Regions from separate parts of the Mus musculus genome. Here regions 1 and 2 are each linked to region 3. The links are chromatin contacts, called in public HiChIP or PLAC-seq maps. All regions are on one chromosome and are shown on one strand. The core of a region is the stretch at or near the end of the contact, and the rest is flanking DNA. Distances in the headings are between cores, read along the strand shown. Region 1 overlaps Dlx4os (distal-less homeobox 4, opposite strand). Region 2 has its middle 9.8 kb from the start of Itga3. Region 3 has its middle 18 kb from the start of Gm46293.

What was found. HiChIP or PLAC-seq counts read pairs in DNA pulled down with a chosen protein or histone mark.
Region 1: a FOXA1 HiChIP or PLAC-seq map of pancreatic cancer cells shows a contact between it and region 3. The contact joins two enhancer-like sites. A contact is called at or near these places in 2 of 39 promoter capture datasets (liver and pre-B cells), 1 of 115 datasets of contacts at active chromatin or transcription factors (pancreatic cancer cells) and 1 of 9 other capture datasets (liver).
Region 2: a FOXA1 HiChIP or PLAC-seq map of pancreatic cancer cells shows a contact between it and region 3. The contact joins two enhancer-like sites. A contact is called at or near these places in 1 of 39 promoter capture datasets (pre-B cells), 1 of 115 datasets of contacts at active chromatin or transcription factors (pancreatic cancer cells) and 2 of 9 other capture datasets (adipose tissue and liver).

Annotation. Positions count from the first base shown.
Region 1 is chr11:95,152,427-95,155,543 of GRCm38.p6, forward strand. Dlx4os (distal-less homeobox 4, opposite strand) reads left to right here. Exons shown (of 3, transcript NR_040279.1): 2 at 2,925-3,079. Among named protein-coding and RNA genes, the nearest start is that of Dlx4, 8.2 kb to the left of the region's middle. Within about 2 kb of position 1,470, at least 19 of the 459 cell types and tissues checked have an H3K27ac peak or open chromatin away from gene starts, as enhancers often do. A contact at or near this core is called in pancreatic cancer cells, where this site is marked.
Region 2 is chr11:95,084,902-95,088,169 of GRCm38.p6, forward strand. No RefSeq gene overlaps it. Among named protein-coding and RNA genes, the nearest start is that of Itga3, 9.8 kb to the left of the region's middle. Within about 2 kb of position 1,535, at least 69 of the 459 cell types and tissues checked have an H3K27ac peak or open chromatin away from gene starts, as enhancers often do. A contact at or near this core is called in adipose tissue and pancreatic cancer cells, where this site is marked.
Region 3 is chr11:94,915,198-94,918,338 of GRCm38.p6, forward strand. No RefSeq gene overlaps it. Among named protein-coding and RNA genes, the nearest start is that of Gm46293, 18 kb to the right of the region's middle. Within about 2 kb of position 1,459, at least 95 of the 459 cell types and tissues checked have an H3K27ac peak or open chromatin away from gene starts, as enhancers often do. A contact at or near this core is called in adipose tissue and pancreatic cancer cells, where this site is marked.

The DNA.
Region 1 (3,117 bases), core at 220-2,719, 240 kb after region 3:
GACTGACTCTCTTCCCTGGAGAAATGCTATGCAGCAAGGGCAGAGAAAAGCCTGAGAAAGAGGAGGAGGCTGCTGGAGAGCAGTGTCTGCTATGAAGGCAGTAAGAAAAGAAATAAGATTAATAATGAGTTATAGTAATTATTATATCATAGTCATTATATTATATTAATATTATAAATAATATGAATAATTGGAACTCCTGTGCTACACATCCCAGGTAAGGGAGTCCTGTTCTTATTAACAGAAAAGGCACATGCAGGGCCTTTGTTCATTAGGCTGCAAGGTAAGAGCCATGGAAGCCAAGGAGGCAGTGTGCTGTGACCTTGAGTGATGGGAAGGTTGGACCCAGATGGGAGTAGAGGGGCTGCTTCCCTGGGTTGCCTTGGGTACCACGGTGGATTGGGGAAGGGCTCATAGGGCGGCAGAGATTTGAGGAAGAGAGACTTGCAATGGGTCAAATGTGCAGTGAAGTGGGACTCCCCAAGGGCGTGGTGGCAGAGGCAATGGAAAAGAAGAGAGCCAAGAGAAAGGTGAAGAAAGGACAACCCCCAAGTGGACTTGGTGAGTGGGACCGGGAAGAGTAGGAGAAAGACTGAGGTTCCTGGCCTGGGCAACCAGGGGAGCCCAGGGAAAGAGCCTGTGTTCCATTCAGAGGTCCAAAGGCTTTTCATCAGGTCATGGAGCAGGACCAAGATTCTGGGTTGATGCTCCATCAAGTAGCCAGCCCTGTAAAATTGGATCCTGCTGTGCTTTCTGCACAGGTGTCTCTCTCAGCCCTGCCAATGTAAGCAGGTGAAACTTACATACATGCAGATATATGCAAATGAGCAACCCGGCCTGGGCCCAGAGCCAGAGAGGCAAGTCCTCCCCCACCTCCAGGGACCCAGAACGGGCCTTCCCAGCCCTGACTCACGAGCTGACATGCCGCCTGGAATGCCATCTCCCCTGCCTGGCTTCCTCTAACTTGGTAAACTTGCTCCTGGAATCTCACTGAAGCTCAGGTCTGAGGTTCCAGGCTGGAACACCGGAAGCCAGGGCTGGGGAGACATTCTAAGTCAGAGTACTTAGAATTGTTCCTCCTCCAAAATCAGGTGATTGGAGGTAGGAGACAGATGCCTGTCTGGGTTAAAAAGTATGCAATGTGGGCCGGCAACATGGCTCAGGCCCTGTGTGAGGCAGAAGGAGAGAACCAGATACTTCCGGTTGTTCTCTGACCTCCATGGACTTGTGCCCCACAGTTTAAAAAGAAATAAAATAAACATTAAAACGTGTGCAATGTACATAGTATTTCCTAAAAACCTTTGACACACACTGGGGCTTTGTAACAACTTGTGAACTGCCTGGTTTACTAGCTCCATTTTACAGATGGAGACACCGAGGCTCATGTCGAAACGTCTTTGTCAGGGAAAACCTGACTTGTGTTCACAGAACTGGCTTTCCAGAGCAGGCAGGCCCTTCTGACTCAGTGTTCTTGGCTCCGCTCTGTGGTTTGTGCTGGGCTGAGAGAAGGGAGGGGGGAGCAGATTCTGGAGTCTGGGGCTCAAATTTTCCCAGACAATCATGGAAAAGAAGTGGTGTGTTTCTTTTGTATATTTAATTTTTTTTCATTTATTTATTTATTTGTGTTATGTGGGGGGATGGAGCCCAGGGCCTTGTGCAAGTTAGGCAGACACTCTGCCAATGAACCTGAGGAAAAAAAAAACTTCATTTCTTTTGCTCCCTGTGCACCCCAGAAAGTAAGTTCTTGCCTTGGAAAAGGGGCCATACCCTTTGAGTTGAACCATGCATTCCCACTGCGGCCCCATCATGCTTGCTTTCTCTCTCCTCTCCCTTCATCCCCTCTCTGTTTCCAGATACAAGGTCCCATAGCATAGCCTAGGCCAGCCTGGAACCCTCAGTCCCTCCTGTTTCTCCAATACGGGAATCATACTGCCAGCACACCGGGGAGTGTGCTCTTTTTATGAACCTACTAAGTACAGAGTCTACAGATTCCACTCAGTGAGTCAGTCACACACTGTGTGCACCTGTGGTTTGTGTGTGTGTTTGGGTGTGCTACAATTGAGGGGGAAATTACTGAATTTAAAACACACTGCATGGGGCTGGAGAGATGGCTCAGCAGTTACGAGCACTTCCAGAGGCCCTGAGTTCAATTCCCAGCAGCCACATGGTGGCTCACAACCATCTGTACTGGGCTCTGATGCCCTCTTCTGGCACACAGATACATGCAGATATATACATAAAATAAATAAATGTTTTAAAAAATGAAATATACAGCACAATGAAGCACCTTACAAACAAGGCATGTGGGCCAAGAACCGGAACTCCTCAGGCCTCGACACCCCCCCCCCCATACACCCTGGCTTGCACACTTTGTCTTTTCCTTCTCTTTACTTACCTCTGTCTGTTGGTGACCTTCACATGAATGGCAGGCCACACACTGGTCTTAAGCTCTGGTTATTTCGAGAGAGGTTTTCACTATGTAGCCCAGGCTGGTCTCAGATTCATAGCCTTCCTGCCTCAGTCTCTCAAGTGCTGGGAGACCAGTCTATCAGCTTCTTGCTGCCCTTAGGGTCCCCTCCTGCAGGACTGTGCCACTCTCTGGGCTTTCCCTAGCACTGCTCCTATTTCCTCCTGTCACGTGCTCTTGGTGGGGTTTACTCCATCAAGACATGAATGGAGTCCTGCAAGGTGTGACTGTGGGACATTGGCACAGGGTTGACATGTGCTAAATGACCTGTGAACACGAACTAAAGAAATAAATGAAAGTGAGGGTGTGTGTTTGAGGGGAGTGGGGTAGTATGCCTCTGTCTCTTTCATCAGAATCCCAGTGACAGGGGTCCCATTGAGGCTACAGGGCCACGTTAAGAGACGGGTTTCTGACAAAGGTCCCTGCTACCTCCTTTCCCTCCTGCTCTGTTTCTCAGCAAGGCTATCAGCTTGGATCCTGGCCTTTCCCCCAGTGCAGCCAGGTGGAGCTCACCAGCCTGGAGACCCGGTCAGTCTAAATTCTAATCCTGCCTCCACCCTGCAGTGACTTGGACAAGTAAAACTTCACTCGTGTCTCAGTTTCTTCATCTGGGTAAGTGACACAAGAGTAAGGCTGGCCTCAGAGGACTG
Region 2 (3,268 bases), core at 285-2,784, 170 kb after region 3:
TCCTGGGTTCTCCCTCACTGTCTCCTCCCACCATTCTTCCAGAGGTCACCTTCCCATGACCCCTATGGGCGAGTGTTCACCTGCTGATGACCCCTGCAGAGTCCCCCCAGGCTACAGCCTCAGACCCTACAAATCCCTCTCCATCTGCAGCCTGCTCCTCCCATCCCCCCACTGCCCCAGCCTGTCACTGAGTCTCATTCCACTCCCAAGGGAATTCCTCAAACAAGACCAGCCAGGCCACCACCCTTCACCTATGGCTACTCTTCCAGGGATGCCCTTTGCCTGCCAGAGCACTTGGAAAATGTCCACTTGTTTGTTCTTTGAAATCTTTTTTTTTTTTTTTTTTTTTTTTTTTTTTTGGTTTTTCGAGACAGGGTTTCTCTGTATAGCCCTGGCTGTCCTGGAGCTCACTTTGTAGACCAGGCTGGCCTCTGTTCTTTGAAATCTTTTGTGCGTTTCCACTCTCAGCGACTCTCTCCATCACAGTCACACGAACGCAAAACAGCAGAGACACACACTCACTGGAAACTTCCAGGCCTTGCACTGACTTCGAGTGTGAGATGGCAGTGTGGTTATTAGAGTTGTGGGATTGTGACCTTAAACAAGTCTCTTCCCTCCCATTAGCCTCAATTTCCTTATCTGTATATTGGGAGCAAAGATTCAAAACTCACAGGTTTCTTAAAGCAGCAAACCTAGGGCCCAGTCATTAACACCCTAGGGCCAGCTGTCATATTCCCTGTGATGACGCCTGTATTTCCCAGCCCTGTGACAGCCCTTGACGTTCAGCAGGTCTTCAACTTCCCATGTGTCTAGCTGGCCTCAGTCAGCCACATGCCCTTACAACCTTTCACCCTCAAAAAATAAATAAAACTCAATGGAACTGAGCGAGAGGCTCTGTCTCTTTAACTTCCACTGCCGCCCACCCCTCCCCCACCCCGAGATCCTGTTGGGACAAACGTTTTGGCTCAGTGGGTTGAAAAGGAAAGTCAGAATTTGGAGGCATGAATTGCTGTGCCCACTGACTCACTTCCTCCTCCTGGCCAACTCTGCATAACCTAGGGCCTGAGTAATACAGGTAGACACGTCCTCCTACCCCTCCTCCTGTTCTCCCCCCCTCCTCCCACTCCTCCTCCCATCCTGGGGTCACCTGGCAGGAAGGCAGTGGACATATGTACCACTGACCTGAAAACTCCTTGCAAGCTGGTGCAGAGCTGAGAAGGTAGCCATCCTAGGTCAGGCAAAATGGGAAACACAAACTGCGTTCCCAGAAGCCTGAAACTGGTGGTCAGGTCTGACTGGCCCCACGTGGGTTTAGAGCTGGGAGCCAGCCTCAGCTCGCCCGCCCCTCTGGTTCATGCTCTCTCCTGTTAGAATCACACAAAAAAAGCTCATCAATAGGACCTCTCTGGGATAGGTGAAGCCTGGCCTGTCGAGGACACCTACTAAGATGCAGGGAGTCCCACCTTAGCAGGGGTAGCCCTCCTCCTCCCTGGCAGGGAGTGGGCAGGATATGACAGCATTGCCAGAGATGAGGGCCCAGGGCACAGATGACTCAGACCACTGAGAAGGGGGAGAGAGGAAAGACCAGAGCCTGGGAGTGGGTGGAGACAAGGAAAGATTTAGTGGGGTCCGGTGGGGGCAGTCCATGGGGACTTAGATGAAGGTCTTACTTTCTGACTCTTTCTCTCTTGCCCATCCCCCACCCCGCCCACTCTACCCCTCAGGTGAGGCTTGGAAGGGCATCAAGGCTATGCCCTCAATGGCAGAACTGCTCTCTGTTATATTCTTGGGGTGCAGCACAGAACAGAGCTCACCTCACCTCCGTTACAGTGAAAAAGACAAGGGTTAAGAGAGGCAGATGTGGTGGGAGAGACGAGGGGACCGTAAGAGCAAGGGTAGACAGTAAAAACCACAAGCACAGATACTCCTGGGGATCGTGTTCAGGTAGCCCTAGGTGCTTCATCCAGAATAGGGCTTCATCAGTCTATACCCAAAGGGAACATTAGCTGGTTCCTTCAGGCAACAAGCTGACAACCTGGAGATTATTCAGAGCATCAAGGAGACCAGGTGTGTGTGAGTGGATGGAGGTAAGAGAGGATGAGGGGTCATAGAGATGTGGATGGATTTGAGAGATGTTTAGATTAGGATGTGTGAACAGGAGCTAGTACCTAGAAGGATGCGGAGGAGACAGAGAGGGCTGAGACAGGGAAAAGAGTCTGGGTTGTGAGTGTGGGACCAAGAGGGCCTTCTAGGTAGAAATCCAAGCTGACAACCTGACCAGGTCCAGGATGCTGATGGGGACAAAGAGTCCAGAGCCCAGAGGGACCCTATGACAGTCTAGATCCACACACCAACAAAAAGCTCTTTCCTTGTGCTGCTGAGCAGGCTATGGCTGGCCTGGCTTCCACAGGAAGCTAAACCAACACAGCCTCCCCAGGGGTGCCAGTTCCTGCAGGCCCTTAAATACTGCCCTGAATCCCTCAGTCCTGTGTAGCTCTCTAGGTGGCCTGGCTGCAGCCTGACTGCCTCCACTTTATTCATTTATGATAATCTTGTTTTCCTGTCCACAAATGACATCCACCCTACCTACCAGTGTGCAAATAGGGCCAAGGTCCTGGCCGGATGCCAGCAGGGTTGGGGGATGGGATGGGATGGGATGGGATGGGATGGGATGGGATGGGACAGATTTGGGGTGGGGGATTTTAGAGGGGAGTGACTCAGCCCAGTGCACATTCGACTCTAACCCATCCAGAGCTCCAGTCCCTTCCTCTGCAAAGAATGATAACCATGCCTGAGTCTCAGGACTCCCGAGGACTGGCTCCGGTCGGACTAGGGAAGCCCCTGGCATCTGGCCCAAGGCCGTCACTTCACTTCTGTTGGAGACGTCTCACCTGGGCACTGGGAGACCAGTCAGTTCCCCCTCGAGCCCCAGATTCGATGAGACACAGAACAATCCCTTCCCAGTCACCATGGTTCCTCCGCTGGTGACCCTATTGTCCTCCCCATGCAACCCAGGCAAGCAGGTGGCACCTCATGCTCACAGCCTGCTCTTGCTTTCTCAAGACCCGTAGCTTGGGTAGTCTCTGCCTACAAAGCCCCAGTCCTCTCCTGCCTAGTAGAAACCCACCTTCCCCCGGCTTCTTGCGGGCCCGCCCTACCAATGGATTCCACTCTTGAGAAGCATTTGCCATATTTGGTCACCTATTCGCTTTGGACGTGTGTGTGTGTGTGTGTGTGTGTGTGTGTGTGTGTGTGTGCTCTCTGTGCC
Region 3 (3,141 bases), core at 209-2,708:
GATCGTTCTCGCCATTTTAGAGATAGAACAAATGAGGGTGGTACAGAGAAGGAAAGAAACTTGCCCAAGATCACGTGGCAGAGAAAAGGGAGGCTGGGATTTGAAATGGAGACCTGAGGGCAGAGCCTAAACAGTCCTCCAGTATTCTCTGAGCATTCAAAACCCACTAGGCAAGATGCTAGAAGAGACAGGAACAGGATGCAAGAGCTCCTCCAGGGCTCCCAGCACCATCTGCCCCTCCCCCTATGGTTATTATTTTCCATTTATTATATATTTAGTAGTATGTATTTTTATTTTAAATTTAGCATTTACATTTTAAAATATTTATAAATAAATATTTAATTATATATTTAATTAAAATGTATTTGCATCATCTCCCCTTCCTCCTTTACTTCTACTAAAACCTCCCCTTCTCCCCAGCCCCGCCCCCACCTCATTCCCCATTATCAGCCAGCCAACAGCACAGTGAGACCTGCTTGTGGGAGAACCTGGTGTGAGGTGGGCAGAAGTGGGATCTCAGAAGAGTCTCTGAAACATCCTGAGAGTTAGGGGAGGCAGAGCATTGAGGTGGCACTGGAAGCAGCAGCAGGAGACAGGGGAAGGGACTGTCTCTGCAATGCTGCTCTGGAGCAGGGTCCGTGCTGGGCAGGACACACCCAGGCAGGCCTTGCGCCACCAGGGAGGGCGGGCCAGCTGCATTGGCAGGCCACCAGTGCTCTGCAGGACGTGGCACCCGCACTGCCTCCAGCAACAGGACCTGAGGGACAGCTGGGGGTTGGGTCCCTTTGGGAGACAGGACCACTATGCAAGGGACCAAAAGCTCACAGAGTAGAGACCAGACACCTCAGGAAGACCACCAGGCTGTCGAGGATGGCGGGGGGGGGGGGGGGGGGACGACGGGAGGGGGAAAGAAATGGGGGAGTGCGGGGGAGGGGCGGTGCTGGGAGAGGAGTGGAGAGGGAGATAATAACGTCTGGCATTCGCAGAGACCGAGGAGCAGAATATGGAGGCCATAGCTTGGATGAGTGCCCATGATGAAGTTTTTTTGATCGTAGAACTAGAAAGCCCCTTTCATGCCCAGCTGTGGTGGGAGTCAAATTCGTTAGGATGGAGCCTGTGTTGCCCCTTAACAGCAGCTGGGCAAAAGGCAGGTGGCTTAACTTCTCTGGACTTCAGTGTCCTCACCTCTAGAGTGCAGCTAAGGACTCCAGTAACCAGAAGGGTTTGGCTGTGAAGATCGTGAGGATGCAATTGTTAACTTGTGGAGGCTGTTATGTGAAGGACAGAGGCTGGAGGAGGGAGCCTTAAAACACCTTAGACAGAAGGTGGCCGGCTTTAGGGAGAAACACTGGACTGGGGTCCTCAAGTCAAACAGGCCGTGCCCTGTAGCTCCTCTGCCTCTTGAGTAAGCCCCTCCCACTAGCTGCCAGAGACTCGCAGAAGCCAGGGTGAGTGTGGGCCCAGCTGCCACAGTGTGGCTGGGTACAGTGAGTCAGGCAGGCTGGAAGAGCCATTAGGAGTCCTCAGGATTTCCTTATCACTGTGGAATGCAGCCCAGGAAGTCAGCTGGAAAGCTCTTTCTCACACCTTTTAGAAGAGCATGCATGTAGCTGGGACAGCCATGAACTCCTGAGGTGGCTGAGGCTGGCCTTGATGTCCTGATCCTTGCACGCTTTTCCAGCTGGCTTTTCAGGCTTTTTTTCTCTTCTTCCTTTCTCCCCACCCCCACCCCAGGACCCACTCTCCTCTTTAGCTCAGACTGACCTGGAACTCTCTGAAGACCCAGATGGCCTGAACCTCAAAAGAGATCTGCGTGTCTCTGCCTCCTGAGCGCTTGGGTTTAAAGCGGTGGGCTACCACTTCGTTTCTCACATTCCCTAGCCAGCATTAAACTCACACACCGACCACCAAGTTTTAGACAACTTTAGAAGCATTTATTTCCAAAATAATAATAATAAAAAAATTGCAGCGTTGTAAAAGCAACGAGGGATAATTACCCCAAATTAACTAGAGGGACACAGCGGTTACAAGGAAGCAGAAGGGTTTTCAAATCCTGTCTGTCGCTTTCTTTTCTTATTCCTATTTGTACTGAATTAGAAAACCCCAAACCACAATTATAGGTCATTAGAAATGGCAGTAAATATTAGTGGCTCTGTCAGATGGCTTTGGATTTGGACCGCATCCATCTCTGAGGACTGTCCACCTTCAGCCCTCAAGCATCCAAGGTCAGAAGATGCCAGGTTTTCTAAAGACTAAGGCCTAAGCTGTCTACTGCAGCTTCCCAAGAACAGCACGCAGAGCAGCAGCCTGTTCTTTGCTTGAATTTGACTCTGGAAAGAATTCTTTAAGTTCTGATGTAATGTTTGGATGTGGTTTTTAAATAGTCTTAATAATATGTCATTGATTCCAGTCTCCTGGTCTGAAACAGAACTCTGCAAATGGGGAGGGAGATATGAGCCCCCCATTATGGAACAGCAACGTTACAGTTTGGGTTTGGGACATTCTGCTGTGCTTTGGGTTATAGCTCAATTAGAGCTATACTTAGCAGAGCATGCGTGAAACCCTGGGTTCAACCCCCCCCCCCCATGCAAACCATAAAGAAAATCGGTCCACTAACATAAATGCAACAGTAAATCTGTAATAGATTGGTAATGCCTGGGCAGTTCCGCTGGTGACTATGTTGCTGCTATCTGCTTAGGCCGCTCACAACTGTGGACGTGGTGATCTTGAGTAGCCCTATGAAAACATGAAGTCATGGGTTTATTTCCTCACTCTTCCAGGGGTGGGACTGGCTCACAGCTACAGTTTCCACTATTTCCTTGAACTCCTACTGGGGAGGATTTAGATTGCACCTTTCATGACTGAGTTCAAAACATAATAGTGTCAGGCCGTCAAGATGGCTCAGGTACATGCTGCCAACCCAGACCACCCAGGTTCACTAACAGGAACCCACGGGGTTATTGTCTGCCCTCCACACTTGTGCCCTCACATGAGTAGACAAACACACACGCTCACACACACAAAATATAGAAATGTAAAAAAAAAATTAAAACAGCAATAGTAAAGATGTGGCGGCACATGTGTGTAAGCCTCGCACTCGGAAGGCAAAAGCAGGAGGATCATAGATTCCAGGCTAGCCTG